Regions from separate parts of the Capra hircus genome. Here region 1 is linked to region 2. A link is a contact called in public Hi-C data. All regions are on one chromosome and are shown on one strand. Each heading gives the region's core, a stretch centred on a gene start, on an enhancer-like site or on the middle of the called end of the contact. The rest is flanking DNA. Distances are from core to core; before and after follow the strand shown.

Region 1 (5,280 bases), core at 1,443-3,942, 37 kb after region 2:
AACACAGGCTGGAATCAAGATTGCCTGGAGAAATATCAATCACCTCAGATATGCAGATGACACCACCCTTATGGCAGAAAGCGAAGAGGAACTAAAAAGCCTCTTGATGAAAGTGAAAGAGGAGAGTGAAAAAGTTGGCTTAAAGCTCAACATTCAGAAAACGAAGATCATGGCATCTGGTTCCATCACTTCATGGGAAATGGATGGGGAAACAGTGGAAACAGTGTCAGACTTTATTTTTGGGGGCTCCAAAATCACTGCAGATGATGACTGCAGCCATGAAATTAAAAGACGCTTACTCCTTGGAAGAAAAATGATGACCAACCTAGATAGTATATTCAAAAGCAGAGACATTACTTTGCCGACTAAGGTCTGTCTAGTCAAGACTATGGTTTTTCCTGTGGTCATGTATGGATGTGAGAGTTGGACTGTGAAGAAGGCTGAGCGCCGAAGAATTGATGCTTTTGAACTGTGGTGTTGGAGAAGACTCTTGAGAGTCCCTTGGACTGCAAGGAGATCCAACCAGTCCATTCTGAAAGAGATCAGCCCTGGGATTTCTTTGGAAGTAATGATGCTAAAGCTGAAACTCCAGTACTTTGGCCACCTCATGCGAAGAGTTGACTCATTGGAAAAGACTCTGATGCTGGGAGGGATTGGGGGCAGGAGGAGAAGGGGACGACCCAGGATGAGATGGCTGGATGGCATCACGGACTCGATGGACTTGAGTCTGAGTAACCTCCGGGAGTTGGTGATGGACAAGGAGGCCTGGCGTGCTGCGATTCATGGGGTCACAAAGAGTAGGACACGACTGAGCGACTGAACTGAACTGAACTGAACTGATGGCCTATAATATCTTCCCTTATCACATTTATTTGCTCAAAAGTCGACCACCCTGTGTAAGGCCCCTAAGGACAGGAACTGTATCCCCAGGGGTCAATACTACGTTTAGGATGATTGCATTAAGGAAAATAGTCAAGAACAGGCCTATAGCTACTACCCAGACAAAGCTCCTTTCCTCCCTGTTTGAGTTCTGTGATCTATGAGTGTAATTGCACCCTAGATTGTCTGTGCTTTCAACAAACAACTGTGATAGTCTTGGCATACAGGGAGTCTATACACACTGGCTGTCTGTAAAGTATTACATATAGAAAGAGGTTAAATGAAAAGTAGGAAAGGCATGCAAGTTTTGAAGCTTGTCAAAATCAGTGTATCAGTGGAGATGAAGCATGCAGGCCAGATTTTAAGACTCCTGAAGTTCAGTTCTAGGGCTGTAGCTTTAGTCTCAGTACCAGAGGAGGTGTCTCTGTTTAGTTCATTTACCCAGAAGGAGCATCTTTTTTCTGGTTTGCACAAAGTTACCTTATTGGCTAGTGTCTGGCCCCCATTTTATTGCTGCAAAATGTGAACAGTTTAGCAAGAGGGAAAGAAGCATGGCATTGTGCATATTTTTCTGCAGATGTAGACTAACCTTTATTATCAGATGAAGTATTTTTCTGAATTGCAAATAGAATTTAAAAGTAAAAGCTTGGCAGATCAGAAAGCGGTAAAGATATGATGAGAAACGTATTAAGGGACAGTGATGTGTCTTGCATTGCGCTTGGCTTTAGGATATACTGTGAGGAACTTTATTTTATTACAGCATCCAAATGAGATCGGTGACTTTTTACCTTGCATAAGATTAAAAAAAAAAAAAAGAAGGGGGGGACTTCCCTAGTTCCCAGTGGTTTAAAAAACAATCTGCCTGCTAATGCAGGCGATGTGGGTTCCATCCCTGGGTCAGAAGATCCCCTAGAGAAGGAAATGGCAACCCACTCCAGTATTCTTGCCTGGAAATTTCCATGGACAGAGGAGTCTGGCGGGCTACATACAGTCCATTGGGTCACAAAAGAATCAGACTCAACTTAGTGACTGAACAACAACAAATAAGATAAAAGTGAGATCAGCCCTGGGATTTCTTTGGAAGGAATGATGCTGAAGCTGAAACTCCAGTACTTTGGCCACTTCATGAGAAGAGTTGACTCATTGGAAGACTTTGATGCTGGGAGGGATTGGGGGCAGGAGGAGAAGGGGACGACAGAGGATGAAATGGCTGGATGGCATCACTGACTCGATGGACGTGAGTCTGGGTGAACTCTGGGAGTTGGTGATGGACAGGGAGGCCTGGCGTGTTGCAGTTCATGGGGTCGCAAAGAGTGGGACACGACTGAGCAACTGAACTGAACTGAAATGATTTCCCAAGTCTCCCTTTTAGTAAGAGGCAGAGCCCATGCTTACGCTACTAGATGACTTTCTCCTCACAAAGGAGTTACAAATCTAAAGAGATTAATTACTTTTAAAATTAGCTCAGTGCCGAGCCTAATCAAGTCTTCAACAAACGCAAGCATTTAACTAGTTTTCAAAAGCAAAAGATACTATGTAAAAATCAAATCCCTTTAGTTAGAGAAAACGGTTCACAGCTAGAAGCAGAAATATCAGAGGAACAAGGAACAAATGTAATAAGGGGGGATTTGTATCCCTGTTCACTATCTAGCTATGCCCTCTGGAAGCAAAAGGTAACAGTACCCCTAGAGGCAATCAGCCTGTAGTAATCTGTTGCAGACGTTTTCGTGATTGGCCTGGGGGAGCTTCCTGTGTTGTGATTTAAAGCGTGGAGGGTGGGGCCTGCTTGCAGAGGCTGCTTGCGATTGGATGAGCTGGGTTGCCGCTCAGCCTCCGCCAGGAATGTGGTTTGAAGTGCTGGGAGGTTAGAGGCTCGGAGGCGCTTACAAAAATGTGGCTGTCAGAGAGGGAAGTGCACATGAGTTTCAAGGCAACATTAGAAAGCGTTCCGCCCACAGCTCCTCTGTTCTCAACGGCTCAGTTTTAACAGGACACATTCTAAGTTAAGGTATGACCATTTTCTCTCTCTCGCTCGCTGTACGAGGACTTAGAAAGGAGGAGGAGTCAGAGATGTAAGTTCCTGTTTTTACAATACCTCTATTGTGAGCTCCACGGTAGGGAAAATCGCTGAATATACTTTTGCTCCCATGTGTTTAATGCAGATCATTGACGTATTGAACTAATTTTTTGTCCTGCATGTAGAGATTTCAGTAGAAGTTTTAATGGTGAATTTTTAAGATTTATTGATACAAATATGAGGGCAGAAGATTTTAAAAATTCACTCTGAGCCACAAAAATCCTAAATTTACTTAGAATTTAAGCTTTTATCTTTAGTTACCTTTTGAGAAAGATTTCAAATGGGTATTTTGGGAGAGTAGGAGGAGTTTTGAAAATCCCATTGAGTCAAGCTGGCTCTCATCTGTTCTTCAGAAATGAAGAGACTTTCTTTCTTGTCTTTGGAGGCAACAGCATGCAAAGCTGAGGACTGTTCTTTTATAGTGAAATTATAGTCTTAGACTTGAGAAGAATGGAGTTGGTTACTCAGATGGATATAGCTCTTTCTCCTGATCACTTTCTCTTGATTTATTTTTGTCATGTTCCTCTGATCCTGTGGGGGCAAGCTAGAGCTCTGAGAGTGTGTGTGGGAGGACACAGGTTCTCTGGGGAATCATTTTGTCTCCATATGAACAGTCGCCTAAGGAGACCTGGGCAAGTCATTTGGTGGACCTGAGATTACATCCTCATGCGTGAAAGAAAGAGGTAGACTAGAGCATTGGTTCTCAGGTGTTTATCCCAGCACACCTGAGAAATGCAGTCCAGTCCTTTCAGTTAACAGCAGCTCCCTAAAGCAATGACTGTCAAGGTAGATGTGGGTGTGTGAAAGCTTTTTTTCTACCAGGAATATATGTAGTGGTTGGAGGAGAAAGGCGTGCCTCCATAGGGCCCTCCGTCTTGAGGATCACTGGCCTAAATGGTCTTTGAGGTCTCTCTCAACTCCCAGTTTATAGAACTTAAAAGCAAAATGTTTCTTTGTATAAAGAATTGAAAATAAAATTGAATTCTAAGGAAGAGTTTGTTTCATGTCTCTATCTCCCCCAAAATATTATAAAAACATTACTTTGCTGACAAAGATCCATCTAGTCAAAGCTATGGTTTTTCCTGTAGTCATGTACGGGTGTAAGAGTTGGACCATAAAGAATGCTGAGTGCCAAAGAATTGATGCTTTTGAACTATGGAGTTGGAGAAGACTCTTGAGAGTCCCTTCAACTTCAAGGAGATCAAACCAGTCAATCCTAAAGGAAACCAGTCCTGAATATTCATTGGAAGGGCTGATGCTGAAGCTGAAGCTCCAATACTTTGGCCACCTGATGTGAAGAGCTGATTCGTTGGAAAATACCTTGATGCTGGGAAAGAGTAAAGACAGGAGGAGAAGGGGACGACAGAGGATGAGATGGTTGGATGGCATCACTGACTTGATGGACATGAGGCTGAGCAAGCCCCCGGGGTGGGTGATGGACAGGGAGGCCTGGCGTGCTGCAGTCCACGGGGTCGCAGAGAAAGCAGCTCATGTGAAAACAACACAGTGTCTGACACAGAACAGGTGCAGATCGTTGCATTTCCTTTCCATTCTTCCTTAGAGATGTTATAAGGATCATTGTTTTTATAAACATTAAAAGAATTTGGATCATTTTTTTTTCAATTTAGTGCCATATGAAGGCTCAGAAAAGGGGTAAAGAACAACAATTTGACATTATGAACAAGCAGTACAAACAACTTGAAAGCCGTTTGGACGAGATACTTTCTAGAATTGCTAAAGAAACTGAAGAGATTAAGGACCTTGAACAACAGCTTACTGAAGGTGAGAATTCTAAGCAGGATTTGAGGTATATCAGTTTCAGTGTTAGTAAAAGACAAATGACAGGTGTTAATCCAAATATTAGCTGAATATGCTTCAGCTGTTATTGCTAGTATTTGATAGGGAAATATTTACAGAGTTCTCAAAAATGTTTAATAAAGTTAAACATTTTTATTTTGGTTTTCTTGGGTTGATGTCCTAATGAGTCAGGTCACTGTGGCAGGAAGTGCATACGTGATCATGATAAACACTGGTACGTGATTGTCTTCTTCTAAGGCATAAAATCCTTGTCACTTATCCCTGCTATCAAGCACTCAGTGTCTGGTTATAAGGAGAGTGCAGAAAAGAATTTTAGAATCTATTTTTGGAATGCAAATTTAAATCGTGGCATTGCCGAAATAGTGGAAGAGGAAGATACTAGACTGTAGTGATAAGAACCTTGGCTTGGTGTAAAAAGATCCCAGGCCTCGTTTTGCTGTTATCAGCTGTATGACCTGGGACAAGTTATTTTTGTCGTGATCATTTAGTTTTAGAGAGGTTTAAAT
Region 2 (5,547 bases), core at 427-2,926:
GCTGTGAGGTGACACAATAAATCTAATTCTCTGTCAGAAAAGAGAAAAAAAAGTGTCAGAACAAAGCAACAAAAAATAATAGAGCTAAAAGTCAGCAATGTACACATTCCAAACTAATAAATATCATCTGAGCTTAGAATTTTTTTTAAAAAAGGATAGATCTTCCTTTCAATTTAAAATGTGGGGCTTTTCATGAATTTTGACTTTTCTAGAGCTCAAAGGGTCTCCCGTGTTGCTTAAATACTAGTGGGGGAGAGAGAAGCATCATTCACTTAAATGTGAATGTGAATGGAGCCCCCTGTTGAAAACTACCCGAATTTCTGATTCCTGAATCCATCTCTGCCTTTCAGAAAAATTACAAGTGCTTAAGATGGTTCATAACAAGGCCCCTCTTCTTGCTTTAGCTTCTGCACTCCAGATTTTTGGCTGCCATCCTTATTTATTTAACATCAGCTCATTGCCAAGCTCCTTCTCCCCATTCTTCCTTGGGTTTGCACAAGTTGCTCCCTTTGCCAAGCAAATTTTTCCCCACTCCCATACTCCTTGATTAAGTTATTTGGTTCTTCCAAGACTCAAGGATGAGGCATCATTTCCTCTGGAAAACCTTTGCCTAATACTAAAATAAGTAAAACATACTGAGAACTTATTACAGGACATAAGAAAGAACTTAGAACTCTTTCCACAAGCACTAACTTTTATAACTATCAGGAAGTGGGTAGGATTATCCTGTTTCATAGAGGAGGAAACTGAGGCACAGAAAGAGGAAATTCCTAACAGTGTTACACAGATAGACCACGGATTCTGAAGAAAGGAAGGAACTGAGTATGGAAAACTGGTAAGAACAAGGGATTCGAAGTCACAAGGAAGAGAACTGTGCTAAGAGGGGGTCTTCCAAGCGAGCCGTTAAGATTGGAGAATTGTGGTAAAGGAGACTTAGTACCTGCTTTGGCGGTTTTTGGCGACGGTGCAACCTCTTACGGTGATACTGTCCAAGGTACCAGCTGGGAAATGGGAAGCTGGAATGGAGGAACAGTGTCCTTAGAGACCAGATTTTTTAAAAAGAATTCACCGTATTTCCCTAGCATTCAGCACAGTAAGTGCTAAATTCTCTTAAACTATGTGTTAAAAGTATGTGGTGGAATGCCGCCCTTTCAGGCAGGCCACAGCCGAAGTTTCTTCGACTGCTTCTTGTTTTGGCTTTCCTGTCACAACCTGAGGACTATTCTCAGCCAGGACTCCCAGGCTGCTCTCATTCCCGTAACCTCGGGTGCATCTGAAACCTAAACTGCGTTCCCTCAGAGGTTCATCTACGTCTGGCCTGTCTGGCCCCTGAAGAGAATTCGTCTCAGAAACGGGCCGTGCGAAGGAGGAGCGTGCGGCGAGGCACACTAGTTCAAAGCCTGACGGCTGGTAATGGGAATGCGCGGGCTTGGTGACAGCGCTACATCGGTCTCTCAGGTCGTCCTCAGGCCCAGCTCCCGCGGAGCGTGTCAAGGCCTGAGCATGAGGAGTCAGCCGCTTCGCCTCAGAGAAAAGAGCGGAACCTCTCGCCGCCGGCAGCGCGAAATCTCGCCTCGCGCGGGCTCCCGCGGGATCCCGCGGGCTCCCACGCGCCTTTGCGCGCCCGCGGCCCTGGCCGACTGAGGGGCGGGAAGCCTGGTCCCGCCCCCAAGCTCCGGGGAGGGGCGTGGCCGCTACAGGCTCCGCCCACGCGGCGCGCACGGCCCCACGGCAACCGGCACAACACAACAAAATGGCTGCCGCGCCGCTGGGCGCCTGAAGGGAACTACCGGCACCTCTCCGCGCGGCCTCGTCCGGCGGGCTTGCTCGGCCTCGCTCCTTCGTGGTGAGTGCCAGGCCTGGTCTAGGCCGTTCTCCGGCCTCCAGGCGGAGCGGGTGGGGACCAGCGGCGAAGGCGGGAAGGCCTGGACCCAGCGAGGGATGGATTGGGGCGGGGGCGTGTGCCTGGGAGTTGGGATTGGACGGGAAGGAGGGGAGGGCCCGGAACCGGCGCGGGGAGGAGGATGGAGGGAGGTTTGGATAAGAAGCGAGGAGGGCACGGGGTGGGGGCTTTGGGATGAAGGACCGGAGTGTGGGGAGGTGTGGACGCGGGGGTTGGGCGAGTGAAAGGTAGGGTCCCGCTGCCGAGCGGAGGAGGGCGGAGGTGTGCCAGGTGTCTGCGGGCCATGGCTGGGAGCCAGGATGGTTTGGTACCCTGACGGGCGTCCTGAAACCGAGCGGAATCCAGTACGCGGAGAAAAAGGAGAGTTAGGATATGGGGAAGAAAAGTTAAAAGAAAGGGAAGAGCAAGTACTTTGTCGTATAACGGTTAAGGGATAGGTGCATTTCAAGTCAAAGCTTGGCTTCACGTCTTGATTCTGCCACCTGTGCTACTGACTGTGAGACTGGGGCTTGGTAATGTTTCCTCGTTTGTGAAAATACTCACTGATCACTTTTGAGTGTACCGTGTGTGCCAGATTCAGTTCTCCGTCCTTTAGTCCTTCCCATTAACTGATTTAGAATTTAAAATCACTTGAACGAGGTCATCATTCCCATCTTAAAAGATGAAACTGTGGGTCAGAGAGGTTAAATAAATTGCCAGTGTCACACAGAAAGTGGAAAATTAACATTTGAACTCAGACTTAGTTGTAGAAACCAAGCTCTTAATTCTTAATGATACAGTGTCACTTATAAATGAGGCTAATAATGATCGTAATATACATTATCTGCAAGAATTTGTTTGGTAATGTCTTTAGAGTGCCTCTACTGTCTTGTGGCCTAGACTCTAGAAGAGAAACAAGAAATAATCAAGTTGTTTCACAAATAATCATTTAATTGTAATTGTAAGGTGTTGTGAAGAATGCTGTTGGGGCAGAGACCTGATCCTGTTGTGTGTTTTGAGTGTGGAAGCCCTGCCTTCTCATCCCTGTATTCTTAGAATCTAGCACAGTTCTTGGTGCCTTAAAGTTGTGGAATAAAATTGAATGACTGAAAAAAAAAAAATAATGGAAAGGTTTGGGAAGCTTCCCCCCCTCCCCATACCTGAGTAGCATGGAGAGAGATGTGAGAGGAGAGCTTGGGATGTTAATAGGATACAGAGGGACATAGGTGTCAGGGTGTTAGAAGGGAGAGGCAAGTAGATAGCCAGCTGAGTTGAGATGAAGTGGAATGGATGGAGACTGGAGTATTTTGTTTGAAGAGGGGATAATTAGAAGCCAGAATATTTGAATGAGTTAGGGGGTCAGAATATTTGCTGTGATGAGCAGTTTGGGAAATCAGGATGAATACAGCAATGTGGAGGCAGGGCACTGGAGAGAACTGTAGCGAAATGGAGAAGACTAGTACAGTGTTAGGGAAGAGACTTTGTGGGAGAACTTGGCAGTCAGAATGGGATGAAGGGTGGGAGGCAAAGGCTGATGAGCACAGGATGGGAGAATTGCTGTTGGTGAGGAATAGGAGTCAGGATATTTGAAAGGCCTAGTTGGAGAGTAAGAGTGTTGAAATGGGTCAGAGGGTATGGGATGAAGTCAAATTATAGGGAAAGTACTGAGATGTGCTTAAAGGGCTAAGGGGTGCCATGGAGAGGCATATGGAGGTCAAGAAATGGGGATGGATATTTGCTTATTGGAGTAGCTGGGAAGAGAGATGGAAGGTTTGTGAATTATAGAGATCTGCCTCATTTGGACGGAGAAGGCAATGGCACTCCACTCCAGTACTCTTGCCTGGAAAATCCCATGGACGGAGGAGCCTGGTAGGCTGCAGTGCATGGGGTCATGAAGAGTCGGACATGACTGAGTGGCTTCACTTTCACTTTTCACTTTCATGCATTGGAGAAGGAAATGGCAACGCACTCCAGTGTTCTTGCCTGGAGAATCCCAGGGACGGCGGAGCCTGGTGGGCTGCCATCTGTGGGGTCACACAGAGTTGGACATGACTGAAGCGACTTAGCAGCAGCAGCATTCTCATTTGGAAAAGATCAGAGATGATGGAATCTTAGGAAAGGCTGGATAGAGGTGAAGGTGTAGCCTCTACTAAGCTGTGGTGGAGGGGTTGTTAGATCAAGGCAAGTTTCCGAATCAGAAGGACAGGGTGCTCAATCATATGATTTTGACTATCACATCATTCCAGTGGCTTTCTTTTATTCTGCAGACTTCCTTCTGGGTTTTCAGACTATCTCCAGCTCTGGACTTGTTTTGATTTTGGTTTATCCTGCCCCTTCGCACGCACTAGCCCTGCCTCTCATCCCTGTCTTCTCTTTTCTATTGCTCGGTCTTTCTGTTGTTTATGTAATTGTGGACCGCAGCCTTGGTTGAGCAACGTCGCTCTCTCTCTCTTAAACTCATGCTTCAAGGTTTTACTGCTGCCCGGTGTCCTTCCTCAAGTACAGTAAATCCCATTTTACTGAGTTAGCTCTTCTGTGAGATCCTATGTCCAGGCTTTACAGGGGCTATGGCGACCCAGGGAGGAGGTCTGGGAATGCACTGTGACTTCAAAGCCATCATTTAATCTTTCAGGTTACAATTCATTAAAGGAAGGAGTTGATTTTAATTTCTGGAATCCATTCTAATATATTTATTTAACTCTGTTATTGAGTAAGGCAGAGTTTTTCTAATCAAGAGACATCTCACAATATTCTAGTGAGGCCCAAAGAGTCTTGGTCATTAGGATGTTGTGAGAGGAATTCAGGATGGTTCATTATTTTGAGAAGTTAGAGATAAGACTAATGTGCAGGGTACAAAATGATTGCGTTGCATACATATGTAGGATGTATGTGCATTTTGAAACCAAGAAACTAAAAACGTGTATAAAGCGTAATCTGCAGCATGTAGCATGCTGCCATTCTGACTGCATCATTCTCTGTCAGGCTGTGAGATAGAGAAAGACAGACAGAAGTGGGAACTGGGCCCTCTACTGCTCCTCTCTTATTTTTTAAGTCCCTTGCCCTTATGAAAACTGTATTTAATTCAGGAATGAATAAAATTGTGTTATTAAAGCACATGCCTCTTAGCTCTTTTCAAGCTTGAGTATATTATTACTTAGAAAGAGAGCACCAGTGCAATCTAACACAGAATGAGGCGTATTACTAAGAGACTTTTTGCCTTGGCAGAATGTTAAGATAGAAATTGTTTGCCACACTTGTGAAATTAAGTCCTAAAGCTTTGTGGTTAAGACATCAATAGCAGTTGTGTGAATTGAAGGAAGCTTTTCTGACCTTTGTGGATGATTTGACATGAAAAAACAAAAGAGAAAGTAAAGACATAGATTTGCACTTTAAAGTGATTTAGATTGTTGGAACAAGGCAGTTGTCCTTGTTGTACTGTATACCTGTGAAACAATAATCACTTAAAAAAAATTTAGCAGGTGTTTGTTACCTTCAAACTAGTCGCCTTAAGATGCTAGATCATGAGTTCAGTAATGCTTTTGTTGTATTAAATTTTCTGTTTTTCCTTCAAAAAAATTAAAATGTTTTAAAAAGCTACCTTTTTTTTACCATTTTTAATTTTTTTACCATTTATTTCTTTTCTTTCCTTCCTGTTTTTATTTCAT

What was found. A called contact is a pair of places that touch in the nucleus more often than the background predicts.
Region 1: a Hi-C map of blood shows a contact between it and region 2, with 2.1 times the contacts expected there. The contact joins the enhancer-like site here to the promoter of CNTRL in region 2. A contact is called at or near these places in 2 of 5 Hi-C or Micro-C datasets (both in blood).

What each region holds. Positions count from the first base shown.
Region 1 is chr8:110,244,014-110,249,293 of ARS1.2, forward strand. CNTRL (centriolin) reads left to right here. Exons shown (of 44, transcript XM_018052712.1): 13 at 4,585-4,738. Among named protein-coding and RNA genes, the nearest start is that of CNTRL, 37 kb to the left of the region's middle. Within about 2 kb of position 2,693, at least 3 of the 5 cell types and tissues checked have an H3K27ac peak or open chromatin away from gene starts, as enhancers often do.
Region 2 is chr8:110,208,028-110,213,574 of ARS1.2, forward strand. CNTRL (centriolin) reads left to right here and starts at 1,677. Exons shown (of 44, transcript XM_018052712.1): 1 at 1,677-1,846. LOC102183692 (a long non-coding RNA gene) reads right to left here and starts at 1,546. Exons shown (of 7, transcript XR_310251.3): 1 at 941-1,546.